Linked DNA regions of Mus musculus: regions 1 and 3 are each linked to region 2. Evidence: chromatin contacts called from public HiChIP or PLAC-seq data. All regions are on one chromosome and are shown on one strand. Each heading gives the region's core, a stretch centred on a gene start, on an enhancer-like site or on the middle of the called end of the contact. The rest is flanking DNA. Distances are from core to core; before and after follow the strand shown. Region 1 overlaps Tbc1d16 (TBC1 domain family, member 16). Region 2 holds the start of Ccdc40 (coiled-coil domain containing 40). Region 3 overlaps Tbc1d16 (TBC1 domain family, member 16).

Region 1 (3,935 bases), core at 1,390-3,889, 62 kb before region 2:
GCTGAAAACATAGGGCTGCTGAGAGAAATCAGTCAGCCCGCAAAGGCACAGCACGTCTATGTCCTCAATGAGTATGTATCCACTGGACATCTCCACGAGACAAACTAAAGTCAACTCCTTCATGCCACACCCAAAAGTTAACTCAAGATAGATTATAGATCATAATGTGAAACCGGTAATCCTGGGGAACTCCCCGACACCGCCGCCTTTGAGTTAATGACACGGCCCAGCAGCTAAAGTCTCTCGCCACTGAGCCTGACAAATTGAGTTGGATCCATAGAACCCACATGGTGAAGAGAGAACCTATTTCTTCTGCAGATTGTCCTCTGACCTCCACACATGCACTGAGGCTTACGTGTACAGCCTCAAGCAAACACACAAACATATGAATGAATAAATGTAATTTTAAAACACAATATAAAACCAAAACCCCTGTATCAGTATCAGTAATCTCGAAGCTATTCTGGCATCTGAGACCTTGCAACAGGGCGGGCAGGGTTTGGCATACACCCTACGAACCACAAAGGTAATAAAAGAAGAAAACTCCTCTTCAAAGCATCCTCATCAAAGGAAAAAGACAAAGAAAGAGAGGAAGTCACCGCCTGAGAGAAAATTCCCACAAAACATATGTCCGGCTGAACTCGTGTCTTGAATATTTATAAGAAACTCTTACATACAGACTCAGCCGGGTGAGGCTGCACAGGCTTGTAATCCTGATCTTGGGGAGGCTGAGGCAGGAGGACTGTGATTCAAGGGTAGCCTGGGGCAAGCGGCAAGTCTCTGCTTGCACAATCAGACACTGCGCTCCTCGGTGCTGTGTGGGAAGACACTGTTACTTAGGCCCATGTGTACAGTGCTCTAAGCCTGAGAACCAAGACCCAGAACAACCCAACCGAAAAGATTGACATTGTGGTGCATAGGCCACAAAAGGCATTCAGTGACAAGAGCTAGGCCACAGACACACAGGCAACACAACACAGGCAATTACACTGAGCAAAAACAGCCAGATCGAAACAGAGCACACTCACTGTTCGATGCCATCTGCACACAAATGTACCCAAATGACTAACCCCAAAACGACAGAAACTGAAGTGTGTGTGCTGTGTGTATATATGCGGTATGTGCATAGTGTGTGTGCAGTGTGTGTGTGGTTTGTGCAGAGTATGGTGTGTGCAGTGTGTATATGTGCTGTGTATGTGCGTATGTGTGTCCAGTGTGTGTGTGTGTACATGCACTCGTGAGAATGTTTTACTGGGGACTGGATCCACATTCTTAGGCAAGCTCTAACAGGGAGCTATACCCCAGCCCTCTTTTTACTTTTTACTTGGGGCAGAGTCTTACTGAGTTTTATAGGCTATTTTGCAGTTTCAATTCCCCTGTCTCAGCCTCCTGAGTAGCTAGGACCACAGGTCTGTACAAATGGGCCTGACTTCCCAAAATATCAAATTCCCTGAATTAAGCATTTTTTAGATTTTTAAATATAATTTTATGTGTACATGTCTTTTGCCTGCATGTATAGTTGCACACTGCATGCTTGCCTCCCAAAGAGGTCAGGAAAGGGCACTGGATCCCCTAGAACAAGAGTTACAGCCAGCTGTGAACAGCTATATGGGTGCCAGGAATTGAACCCAGGTTTTCTGCAAGAACAGCCAGTGCTCTTAATCACAAAAGCCACCCCTCCAGGCCCCTGGCTTAATCATCTTTGAGAGTAGTGTTCAGCGGTACAGAGTGAATCACAGAACCATGCAGCCACTCTCTGCCTCCCCCGGAACACTGGTTGTATACAACAGAGGTGCTGTGATATCAATGAAATTCTTTGGCACTTCCCTGCCGTCTAGATCCCTGCAACATCATCCTATGCTCTGTGTACGTGAACTTGGCTGCCCCAAGGGCCTCATCCAGGTGGCGGATGCAGCGCTCGCCCTTCTGTGACTGGAGTGTTTCACTGAGCACGTGGTCTCCAAGGCTCTCCAAGGAGGAGCGACATTCCACGAAGTGGACAGACTTCAGCGTATTTGTCTGTCTGTCTGTCTGTCTGCCTGTCCACTGTGTCCTGATGCTTCTTTAACACGAGCACCCCCTCGAATCTCTGCTAGCTGACCTTTTGGTTACAAGCCCTGAAGAGGAATTTCTAAATCATTGTTTTTAGGTTTTTCTGAGGAAGTGCCCCCCACCCCCATCTCCCACAGAAGTGGGAGCTGTGTTCACCCCACCCACACGACACAAGGTTCTGCTTTCTCTGCATTCCCACCAACCCTTGTAATGGTCTCCTCTGGTTTACCACAGCCATGCAGAGCCTGGGGTCCTCTCCCTGCAGCTTTGGGTAGCTTTCCTCAGTGACACCTGCCCTCCTGCTTGCTACCTGTTTGAGTATCTTTGGGGAAACGTCTCATTTGGGGACTTTAGAAAGTCTATATATCCTGGATATCAATCTCTTAACTAGATGTGTGATTTCTAAGTTTATTTTCCATTGTGCATTCTGTGGGTTTCGTTTTTGCATTGTGTTTGATGTACCAACTTACACACACACACACACACACACACATTTCGAATTCTGATCTGTCTTCTTTCCTTTTGTGGCTTGTGTCTCTGGCTCACTCCGTGTCACTGTTGCTAGGGTGCAGGTGAGTCACGCAGGGCAGGACCGGGAGGGGTACCAGACGCAGAGACAGCGCTTCCTGTCTGAGCTGTGGTAAGGCTGCTCAGCGATGCACCATACTCGCCAACACTGGCCAAACTGCATGTGTTGGACACGCAAGCACTACTGAACAGCAGTTACTATCCAGTGGAGCTTTTGGGATAGATTCTTTTTTTTATTTCTTAAAACTTTACTTATTGTTACCTTTTATTTTTTGTATAGGAGTGTTCTGCCTGTATGCATGTAGGAGTGTTCTGCCTGCATGCATGCCTGTGCATCATATGTACGGGTGAAGCCCTCAGAGGCCAGAAGAAGGCATTGGATCTCCTGGAACTGGAGTTAAAGATGGTTGTGAGTTGCCCTGTAGGTACTGGGAATCAAACCTGGGTCTTAACTATTAAACCATCTCCCCAGCTCGGATTTAATTTATTTTTAATTAGGGGTGTGTGTGTGTGTGTGTGTGTGTGTGTGTGAATCCACTGCCTGCTGAGGTCAAAAAGAGCATCAGTTACCCCGGAGCTGGAGTCACAGGCAGTTGTGAGCTGTCTGACATGGGTGCTGGGAACCAAACTTGGGTCCTGTGCCAGAGTGGCAAGAGCTTGACCCCTGAGCCACCGTGGAGGCTTTAGACACACACCAATACCAGCTCAGTGTCACTACCAGACGGGCTTGGTAAGGTCATAGGACCCCATTCCATTCAGTTGCTATAAAATGTTTCATAAAAGTATTTAATAACTAGGAAAAAAAGGTTCATAGTATATACATCAAATGAAGAACATGATGTTCAGTGCTGTCAATATGACATCATATAAAACATACCTTACAGATTTAATCCATATACTCATGCTATGGATGTTATAATAACGGACATTTCTAGATGGCACAATTAAAGTTTGCTCTCACCATGTTCTTTTTTTCTTTTTTTTTTTTTTTTCAGATTTCCTGATAGGCGTAGTGTATCAGTTTGATTATCAAGACCACCACGCCAACCTGCTACATTTTTATCTTTGTTGTTTGTTCTTCCATGAATCCTGAATTTCCGTTTATATTAGAAAGTAAAATGGTAATTCAGAAAAGAAGGAAAGGGAACGGTCTATCCCAGCACTGGGGAAGCTGGAGGCAGGAGGATCAGGAGTCATCCTTGGCTACATAACAAGTTCAAGGTCAGCCTGGGCTACAGGAGACCTTGTCTCAGATGAAGAAAAAAGAAGGGGGAGGGGTATAGAGACACTAGCTGTCCCCATGGCTGTCATTCTCCAGCCCACCAGACTGAGTGAGGCTTTGCTAACCCTGCTCA
Region 2 (4,104 bases), core at 1,039-3,538:
ACATCTGCAATCCCAGCACTTACGATGCAGGGGCAGGGGAATTACTATGAGTTCTAGACCAGCCTAGGCTGCAGAAGTGGGGAGAGAGAGACTGAGTCTCAACAAAAAGTTACTTGCTGTCTGCCAGACACTTGGGCGGTGAGGTTTTGAAGAGGAACCAAGGAACAAGGAACCCAACGAGAGCCAGTGACTGGTGTATACTGTCTATTTTTGGAGACCATACAGGGTTTTTTGGGGGTTTGGTTTGATTTGGTTCTTTGAGAAAGAATCTACGTACCCCAGGATGGCCTAAAGCTCACGCTATAGCCCAGGCTGGCCTTAAATGCACAGAAATCCCCCTGTCTCATCTTCCCAGGCACTAGAATTGCAGTCCTGAGCCACCATGCCTAGGGAAGATGATTTTATCACTGAAGTTTGTCACTCAAAATCAGGGCACAGAGAGGCCAGGACAGTAGTGGGGAGTTCTGTCAGCCCAAAGGCCATCCTCTCAAAGGGGGAAGCTCCAAAGCAAAGAGTGCTCCTCGGGAAGCAAGGACCTCCCAGCCGCCCCCCCCCCCCACCCCTTAACAAAGCCCTGTGAAGAGCAGGCCAGCCAAGTCTGTGCTGGGTCACATGGCATCATGTGACATCATCTTGGGGTAAATGTGAGTAAAATAGTTCTGTGGATAAAGGTGACTGCTGCCACCAAGCCAGAGGGCCTGGGTTTGAGTCCTCTCAAGACTCATGTGGTGGGAAGACAGAACTAAGCTCCACAAGCTGTCCTCTGAGCTCCATACAGGCACCACCAAGACACATGTGGGCACACACACCCCACACAATAAATAGTCATAATAAAAAATGTGGTTTTGAAAGCTTATAAACTGCAGCTCTTTCACGGGCCTGTTTTCGCACAACGAAAACCCACACATGGTGATCCGAGGCTGTTAACAGACACCGTGATTGCCAGGAGAGTCAACAGTTCCCAAGAAGAACTTCCTAGCTATACTCAAGACATTCCACTCACCAGAAAGCTATGGGGGGGGGGGGGGGACAAAACAAACAAACAGAGAAAAAACCCATAAGTACTGCTCAGCTAAGAGATCCATCCCCAGCAACCAGCTAAGAACCAACTCTGGTAAATTCCCAATGGGTGAATCTTAGCCGGCCCCTGTGCCCAAAGTCACCGCACCACTAAGTTCAATATTCGCTATCAAGGTTAATGTCAATATTTCTTCCAAGAGCTACATACATAGTTTCTTTTAAATTCTTTGATCAGTTATTAAGATTTAGAGTGGAGCCCCTAGTCCCCGGCTCTTTGCACCCATGTTCTGACCAGTATGCTTGGTGACAGGACACTTCCCCTCTCTCTCTCTTTCCTGATAAAGGAAGTTGACAGAGTCCATGGAACAAACTTTAACAGAGTCAAGAGACGCTTTTCTATTCCCCTATTTCTGAACGGAACCTGGACTAGATTGTGGCCAACATGTGACACCGACTTCGGAGGAACAGGCTTTTCTCACCGCGCGTTCTGGCAGGGTTCCGTGGGTTATTTTTAGCAATCTTAAATTGCCCTTTTTTCTTTTTATACTATCCCTTTTTTTCTTTCTTTCTTTTGAGGAAAGAGAGAGAGAGAGAGAGGCGCGCAGGCTAAAAAAGAAGCGAGGATCCTGACATGGGGCCTCTTAAATAGCCCTGACCATTTCCCCCTAGTGCCCCAACGCTAAGACCGCACACGCCCCAGGAGGGCATGGCACACCTTGGGGGCTCTGTCTGACAGTGCAGGAACCCCATAAGTTCTTCGCATGCTCAGACCAGCCAGCAAGACAAAGACCGCAAGTGCCCCGGCCCACAGCTCCAGACAGGCGAGGACCGAGTCTCCTCGAGTGGGCCCACTCCCAAAGCAGAGAGTCTCACTCGAGGGTGGAGTTCCCAGGGCGTCCCCAGCAAGATCCGGGTTCCTCCGCATCGCCCCCGCCCAGAGCCCAGAGCCGGTCCCCCAGCCACTCCCGGACCCCCGCGCAGCAGGCCCGGGTCCGGTGCGTGCAGATTCCAGGGTACCCAGGAACCGCCACGTCGTCCCGAGTGGACCCCAAAATCCCCGGCCCGCGATCCCAGAAGAACCCTGATACCCACCCGGGTCCCGCCGCGAGGGCTGGACACGCGCCGGCTCCAGGAGCCACCACCGCCGCCGCCACTGCCACCGCCGCCGAAAGCGAGGCGCGGCGGGGAGGGAATATGGAGAGGCCGTCCCCGCTCCGCCTCCGCTCCGCCCCCGCTCCGCCTCGCTCCGCCCCGGGGCCCAGCCCCGCTCAGCCCGGAACGCCAGGCACTAACTCCAACCTCAGGGTCCTGCGCATCCGTCGACCCCTGCTCGGGGCTTTCTGCTGACTCTGCAGGATCTCGCCACGCGCCTAGTACCCCGGACCCTGCCCTGGATGGGAGCCCTGTGCCCTCGATCCGAAAGGCAGGGCCTCCCTGTACCCATGTATGCGCTCACCCCTTGCATTTCTATTTCTCAAACTTAGGGTTACGAAGGAATGATGCTCCCCAAAAGGTACTGGTTCTTGAGTAACCCAAAGCTGGAAGTGGAAGAGCCAGAGCTAGGCGCGTTTCCCGGACCCAGCATCCCCAACCTGCCTGCCACTTTCTTTGAGTCCCTGAACATCATCAGGGTCACTCTACGGGAACTAAGTCCAGCCGGGAAAGTCTGGGACACATGGCGACGGACAGGCAAAACACATTTGTTCTTTAATGTGTTTGCTTAGTGTTTCTGTGTGAATCGATGGACGCTGCCAGACCCCGCCTCCTGCGGTCTTGGAGCACGCGGTCCAGACTTCGCCGGATGTTGATGGCGTAGCCTAGCAACGAGAGATGGCGGAGCCGGAGGACCAGGCTGACGGGTAAGCCCCGCAGGAGGGATAATAAACCCACCAGATGTTTTCACTAAATTTCTGCACGCAGGTACCCCCACCCGGACCGCCTTCTCCTTCACTTCTGTGCCCCTTCCCGCTCTTCTCCACTTTCTGGACCTGTCCTACACTACCCAACCCACGCTCCCCCATGTCCCCTATCTCTTGCACCTTCTGTTCTTTGTCCTTTTCAAGCGCCCCCCACCCCCCATCATTCCTTACTCCTAGCCCCTGCTTCTCCTGGACTACAGACTTTAACGCCCCGCGGTAACCATGGCAACCATCATGCTTGATAAACCCGCTGCAAAGCAGGACTTGGATGGATGGGACGCCGTTCAGTATTACAAGAGTGGGAAGAAAGGAGGAGCAGTAGCTCCGTTGGGATTGGGCTAGGCCCATACCTCCCCCTGCAAGATGGATTCCCCTCACCCCCATCATGGTCTTGAGGGATAGACTGATCCCCATCACTGAGTGAACCCCAAAATGCTGTTGCCGGCACTGTTTTAGGTTTTGTGCAAAACAAAAGCAAGTTTAAACAGTTCTATTTGCTCAGACTTTTCTGGGTTGTTTCATATAGTTAAAGTCCTTATGGACACCCATGGAAACACATCCAGAGTATATCCCACGAGAAGGCTAACTGTGAAGCCACAGGTATAGAATGAGCTCCAACTTGGGGAAGACTTGAAATGCAAAGATTCTGAGCAAAGGCAGGTGCACAAAATGCCTGCTCCAGTGGTGCTGGGAAGCAGAGGGGGGAATAGCCCAAGCTCTCATTGTCTGTGAAGCAGAAATCTGTATTCGTTTGTTTTTTAGAAAGCTAGCTTAGCTTTTTAAATAGTCTTAAATATTGCATGTGGCATATTTGTAGAAGTGGTGTGTGTGTGCACGCGCGTGTGCGCACATTCGTGCAGAAGCCAGAGGAAGATTCAGGCGTCCTGCTCTATCTATCTCTACCTTATTCTCTTGAAGCAGAACCTCTCATTGAGCCTGGAGCTTGACTGGTGGCCAGCAAGCCTTAATAGTCCTCCTGCCTCAAACCCTCACAGTGCTGGAGTTCAGGCACAAGCAACTGTGCCTAGCTCTTACGTGACTGCTGGGGGTCCAGACTCTAGTTCCTAACTAAGTTTTTGAAAAGCCAAAATATTTTACATGCAAACCTTGGCTATGTTGAGAAGTAGAGACGGCATGCTGTCCTCTCTCCTGAGACCTTCTCTGC
Region 3 (4,420 bases), core at 330-2,829, 41 kb before region 2:
TTGCATCGATGTATCTGTGCTGGGTATATGCACATGACGGCACGTGCCCTTGGAGGCCAGCAGAGGGTTTTAGCTCCCCGGGAGCTGGAGGTACAGGCAGTTTTGAGTCCCCCAATGTCGGTGCTGGGGGTTCAGGTCCTCTGAACAGTAAGTGCTCTTCACCACTGAGCTGTCCTTCAGCATAATTCTGCTTTGTTTTTAAGACAGGGTCTCTCACTTAAGCTGGAACTTGCCGATTCAGTTAGACTGGCTGGCCAGCAGGCCCCAGGGATCTAGCTGTCTCCATATCCCCAGAGCTATGATTACAGAGAATCATCAGACTCCCTGCTTTATGTGGGTCTGGGGATCCAAACTCAGCTCCTTACACTTAGGCGGCAAGCACTTTACAGGGTCACCTCCCCAGCTCTTTACACCGATGCTGTTAAGTTTTCTCTGAAACTCTGTGTACGTGTGTGTGCGCATGTGTGAGTACATGTGTGTGAGAGTGTGCATGTGTGAGGACATGTATGTGTGTATGCATAAGTGACTATGTGTATGTGTGCATGTGTAATTATTTGTATATGTGTGTTCATGTGTGTGTATGTGTGTGTGACTGTGTGTATGTGTGTGTGCATGTGTGACTATGTATGTGTGTGCGCATGTCTGACTATGTGTATGTGTGCATGTGTAACTGTGTGTGTATGTGTGTGTGACTATGTGTGTATATGTGTGTGTACATGTGTGACTGTGTGTGTGTGTGTTTGTGTGTGTGCATGCATGTGTGTATGTGTTTGCACATGTGACTGTGTGTGCGCATGTGTGTGCGTGAGTATGTGCTTGTATGAGTATGTGTGTGTGTGAGTGTGTGCATGTGTGTGTACAGAAAGGGGAAGGGAGGAAGCCATGCATCCTTGGGAATAATTTTATTTGTTTTGAACGCTGTCCCAGTGACTCCTCGGGAGGTGACTGTCCAGCCCCAACCCCAGCCTGTGACCCTCAGCAAGAAGGCATCTGCCAAGTCTTTCATGCACTCCCCAAAACAACACATTGCACAAACAATTTGGCCCTGTGAGTCACTCAAGAAGATGGCTGGGCTCCTTGGCTCCAGCCACACTTATAGCCTCTCTGGTCCCCTGAAAATATTTTCCTGTGTCTGCTATAAAGAGCTGTGAGTCGGGGCCTAACCCTAGGGACTGTTCTTTGGGGCCATGGGGGGCATGTCTCCAAGGGGGTTGGCAGCAGGGACTGATCCATGTCATCAGGCTGCTGGATCTCAAAACAGTGGATGGAAGTCTCCCTCTTACTCGCTCTCCCTTCTGTGCATGAGAGAGAGAGAGACCCCACTCCCTCAAGATCCAACACCCTCAGTCTGTGGCCAAGAAGAAGCCATGAAACCATTGAAAGAGAAGAGTTTCCCTGAAACGACAACTAGGAGGAGGCGACTAGGTTCACAAAGTCAGCAAGACCCCAGTGGGTCAGCTGCAGCACCCTTCAATCTCCAGAGATCTAGGATTACTCAACAAGTGGGCCCCCGGGTGCTGCCCGAGGGGCGGCATCCTACCACAGACTGCTCTAGTCACACAGAGACGCGGCGGAGAGGCTGGGTGTGGTTTCTGAGTCAGCTGCTCGGCCATCACCATCAGGGGCACAAGCGATGTACTCCAAGTGAGACCAGGCTGCGCTCTGACATTCCGACCTGCTGTGGGGGAGCCCTGCTAAATGAAGAGCAGCCTCTGCCTGTTCCCTATGCTCCCCACAGCCCAGTTACCTTCAACTGCTGTGCTCTGTGCTAAGAACATGGGCTTTATAAACAGTCTCCCCTCTGTGGGGCTCGGTTCCCCATATGCTCAAGTCTCTCAGAATGTCACAGTGACGTCCAGAATGCACACACGCCATCCTGTGTGCTTTCAATCACCCATAGATTACCAATACCACCCCCTGCAGTGTAAATGCTGTGTAAACAGTCTTCACACTTAGAGGCTAGTGACAAGAAAAATGTCCACATGTGTTCGGTAGGAGCACATTCTCCCCCCGGGGAATTTCTGATGTGTGGTCAGCCGTATTGGAGGGCACAGAATCTACGAGGACACAGAGGACACTGTGCTAACCCTGTGGGTGGGCTGCTCTGCCGACTGGCAAGTCTCGATGAGCGCCATCTACAGGGCGGCTCTTGTTAGTGACAGCGCGCTGAATCAGCCAAGGTCTCAGGCTCCCTGCGCACCCAACTGGACTGAGGTAAAGGCTGTGAGTGCTCCCGGAAGACTCAAGGGCCTCACAGGGAGGTGTGGGTGATCTGGGGCTTGCAAACTTGGGCTTTGGAAACACAAAGGGTCAAATGCATCTGCGTCTTCGAGGAAGAGACGACTGGCTATCAGGCCAGGACTGGGGCACCAACGGCTGCATCCAACCTGGTCACCATCAAGGTCCTTCAGACCATATGGCCTCTCCAGCAGCCCTGGCTCACGTACCCACTGTCAGCTGGTGTGGTTGCAGGCTGAGGAGCCAAGACACAAGTACGCAAGTACTTTCTTTTCAACACATAAATGAACCGTGGCGCTTTAAAGGCTAAGGTCTGCCCTCATGCCTCGTCAGAGAGTATGGAAAAGATTACTGAGGCAAAGGTGGAGAAGGGGACTCATGTGACTCTCCCCATCATTCCATTCAGAATCCTGCTCTGTGGGGTGTCTGAGGTCCAGAGGTCAGGCTTTAAGAAACTGGGGGCCCCAGGCCTATGAGCTGTCTCCCCCAGTGCAGGCCTTCTGCCCATTGTCCACACCCAGAAAACCTAGATTGTATTTCCAATCTCGGAAGGTTATGGGAGAGGCTATTTTTCTAAGCTCATAGAAGCACTAAGAAAGAGCTACCCCTGGCCTGTTGGAGCTCTGAAAGCTCAGTGAATCCCAGGGAAGGGCCTGCTCTCAGAGCTAAGTGACCCAGAGGGAACATGCTACACCCACGGCTCCACCCCCATCAGGTATGCAGCGTGGCAGTGGTGGGTCAAGTGGACACCCACCACCATGAACTTTCCCTTTGAACACACTGCCAAGTGCTAGCTACATCTGCCCTTGGCTGGAGGCCAAGATCCCTTAGTGTGGTTTCCCAACGCTTAAGGTTCAAGAGTAATTGTTGGTCCGGGATGGCCTTGGTGGGAAAGGCAGTTCTCAGGGGACTGGGAATGGGTACGGGAGAGATGTGGGTCTATCGCTCCTATCAGCTGGTGAGCCTGACTTTATCCGCCTCCCTCTGTGAACACAAACTCACTACCTTAAGAACAACATCCTCACAGCCTGAATTTTCTCCTCCCTAGAAGGATGGATAATGAACGTGCATGTGAGCGTGCGTGCGTGGGTCCATGGGACCCAGGGCCTTGTCAGGCACGTCAGACAAGATCTGCCACTGAGCCCCACCCCTGGCCCTATATTCCAGGTTGTGGACCCGCCCACTGTTCTGCCTGATCACCCGATCTTCCACATCTGCTTCTTGTGACCCACGGGGCTGTGAACGTGGATGTGCAAGGCCAGTTGAACCACTGCTCTTCTAAATATCATTGTCCACCTCTTCATTTCTTCCTGCTCCTCCTCCTCCAACCCCTTCCCCGCCCCTCCCCCTCCCCTACACCTTCCTTCTTCCCCTCTCTCTCTTCATACTTCTTTCCTTATTTATTTTTTTATTTGTTTGAAACAGGGGCCTGGAACTCATTATGAACCCAGGCTGGCCTTTAACTAGTGATCCCCACTGCCCGAGGCTGCCTCCTGAGTGCCGGGATTACAGGCACGCACCCCCACACACACTAGCTCTAGTCAGGGTTTTTTTGGGGGGGTTTGTTTGATCCCTTTTTGGTGGTGTCAGGGATTGAACCTGGGTCTTGCATGTGCTAGCAGGCAGCCTCCTTCCCAGTCTGTGTCTTTCTTTTGCTCCTTAAGATATGTATCTATTTTATTTGCATGTGTTTTGCCTGCATGTACACGTGTGCCACACGTGTGTCCTGACACCCATAGAAGTAGATGAGAGCATCAGGCCACTAGAACTGGAGTTACAGGTTGTTGGGAGTCACTGTGTGGGTACAGGGAACCTGAGTTCTCTGCAAGAGCAACAGTGCTCTTACCTCTCTAACACTGCTATATGGACCATGAACCATCTACATAATAATAACAGTAAAAAAAAAAAGATCTGAAGGCAGGTAAAATATCTTGCTACTCAAGCATGAAGCCCAGAGTACAAATCTATAGGCCCCGGATGAATGCCATTCCAAACCAACACTGTGGGGCAGAGATCGGATCCCTGGAGCAAACTACTTAGCTAGATTGGCTCTCAGATCAATGAGAAAGCTGCTGCAATATCTGAAGAAGACACCCAGTGTCAATGTATGTGGGCCTCGGCACACATGTGCACATACGCACAAAGCCTGCTATAATGACACGCACCTGGAATTTCAGTGTTC

What was found. HiChIP or PLAC-seq counts read pairs in DNA pulled down with a chosen protein or histone mark.
Region 1: an H3K4me3 HiChIP or PLAC-seq map of bone marrow-derived macrophages shows a contact between it and region 2, with 2.3 times the contacts expected there. The contact joins the enhancer-like site here to the promoter of Ccdc40 in region 2. A contact is called at or near these places in 2 of 484 Hi-C or Micro-C datasets (the N1E-115 cell line and nephron progenitors), 6 of 115 datasets of contacts at active chromatin or transcription factors (CD8 T cells, the SCID.adh cell line, bone marrow-derived macrophages and 3 more) and 3 of 9 other capture datasets (adipose tissue, liver and pancreatic islet).
Region 3: a contact with region 2 is called in an HNF4G HiChIP or PLAC-seq map of pancreatic cancer cells. The contact joins the enhancer-like site here to the promoter of Ccdc40 in region 2. A contact is called at or near these places in 2 of 15 datasets of contacts at CTCF or cohesin (CD8 T cells and embryonic stem cells), 1 of 484 Hi-C or Micro-C datasets (DN3 thymocytes), 6 of 115 datasets of contacts at active chromatin or transcription factors (the SCID.adh cell line, bone marrow-derived macrophages, effector CD8 T cells and 2 more) and 3 of 9 other capture datasets (adipose tissue, liver and pancreatic islet).

What each region holds. Positions count from the first base shown.
Region 1 is chr11:119,163,597-119,167,531 of GRCm38.p6, forward strand. All of the region lies in intron 3 of Tbc1d16 (TBC1 domain family, member 16), which reads right to left. Among named protein-coding and RNA genes, the nearest start is that of Mir6934, 11 kb to the left of the region's middle. Within about 2 kb of position 2,640, at least 90 of the 459 cell types and tissues checked have an H3K27ac peak or open chromatin away from gene starts, as enhancers often do. A contact at or near this core is called in CD8 T cells, bone marrow-derived macrophages, effector CD8 T cells and 1 more, where this site is marked.
Region 2 is chr11:119,226,284-119,230,387 of GRCm38.p6, forward strand. It overlaps Ccdc40 (coiled-coil domain containing 40), which reads left to right and starts at 2,289. Exons shown (of 21, transcript NM_001364767.1): 1 at 2,289-2,464; 2 at 2,745-2,879. The coding sequence starts at 2,851. Tbc1d16 (TBC1 domain family, member 16) reads right to left here and starts at 2,216. Exons shown (of 12, transcript NM_172443.3): 1 at 2,113-2,216.
Region 3 is chr11:119,185,577-119,189,996 of GRCm38.p6, forward strand. The region is part of intron 3 of Tbc1d16 (TBC1 domain family, member 16); the gene reads right to left. Gm11753 (a long non-coding RNA gene) reads right to left here. Exons shown (of 2, transcript XR_880347.2): 1 at 1-4,420. Among named protein-coding and RNA genes, the nearest start is that of Gm11753, 2.8 kb to the right of the region's middle. Within about 2 kb of position 1,580, at least 59 of the 459 cell types and tissues checked have an H3K27ac peak or open chromatin away from gene starts, as enhancers often do. A contact at or near this core is called in CD8 T cells, the SCID.adh cell line, adipose tissue and 2 more, where this site is marked.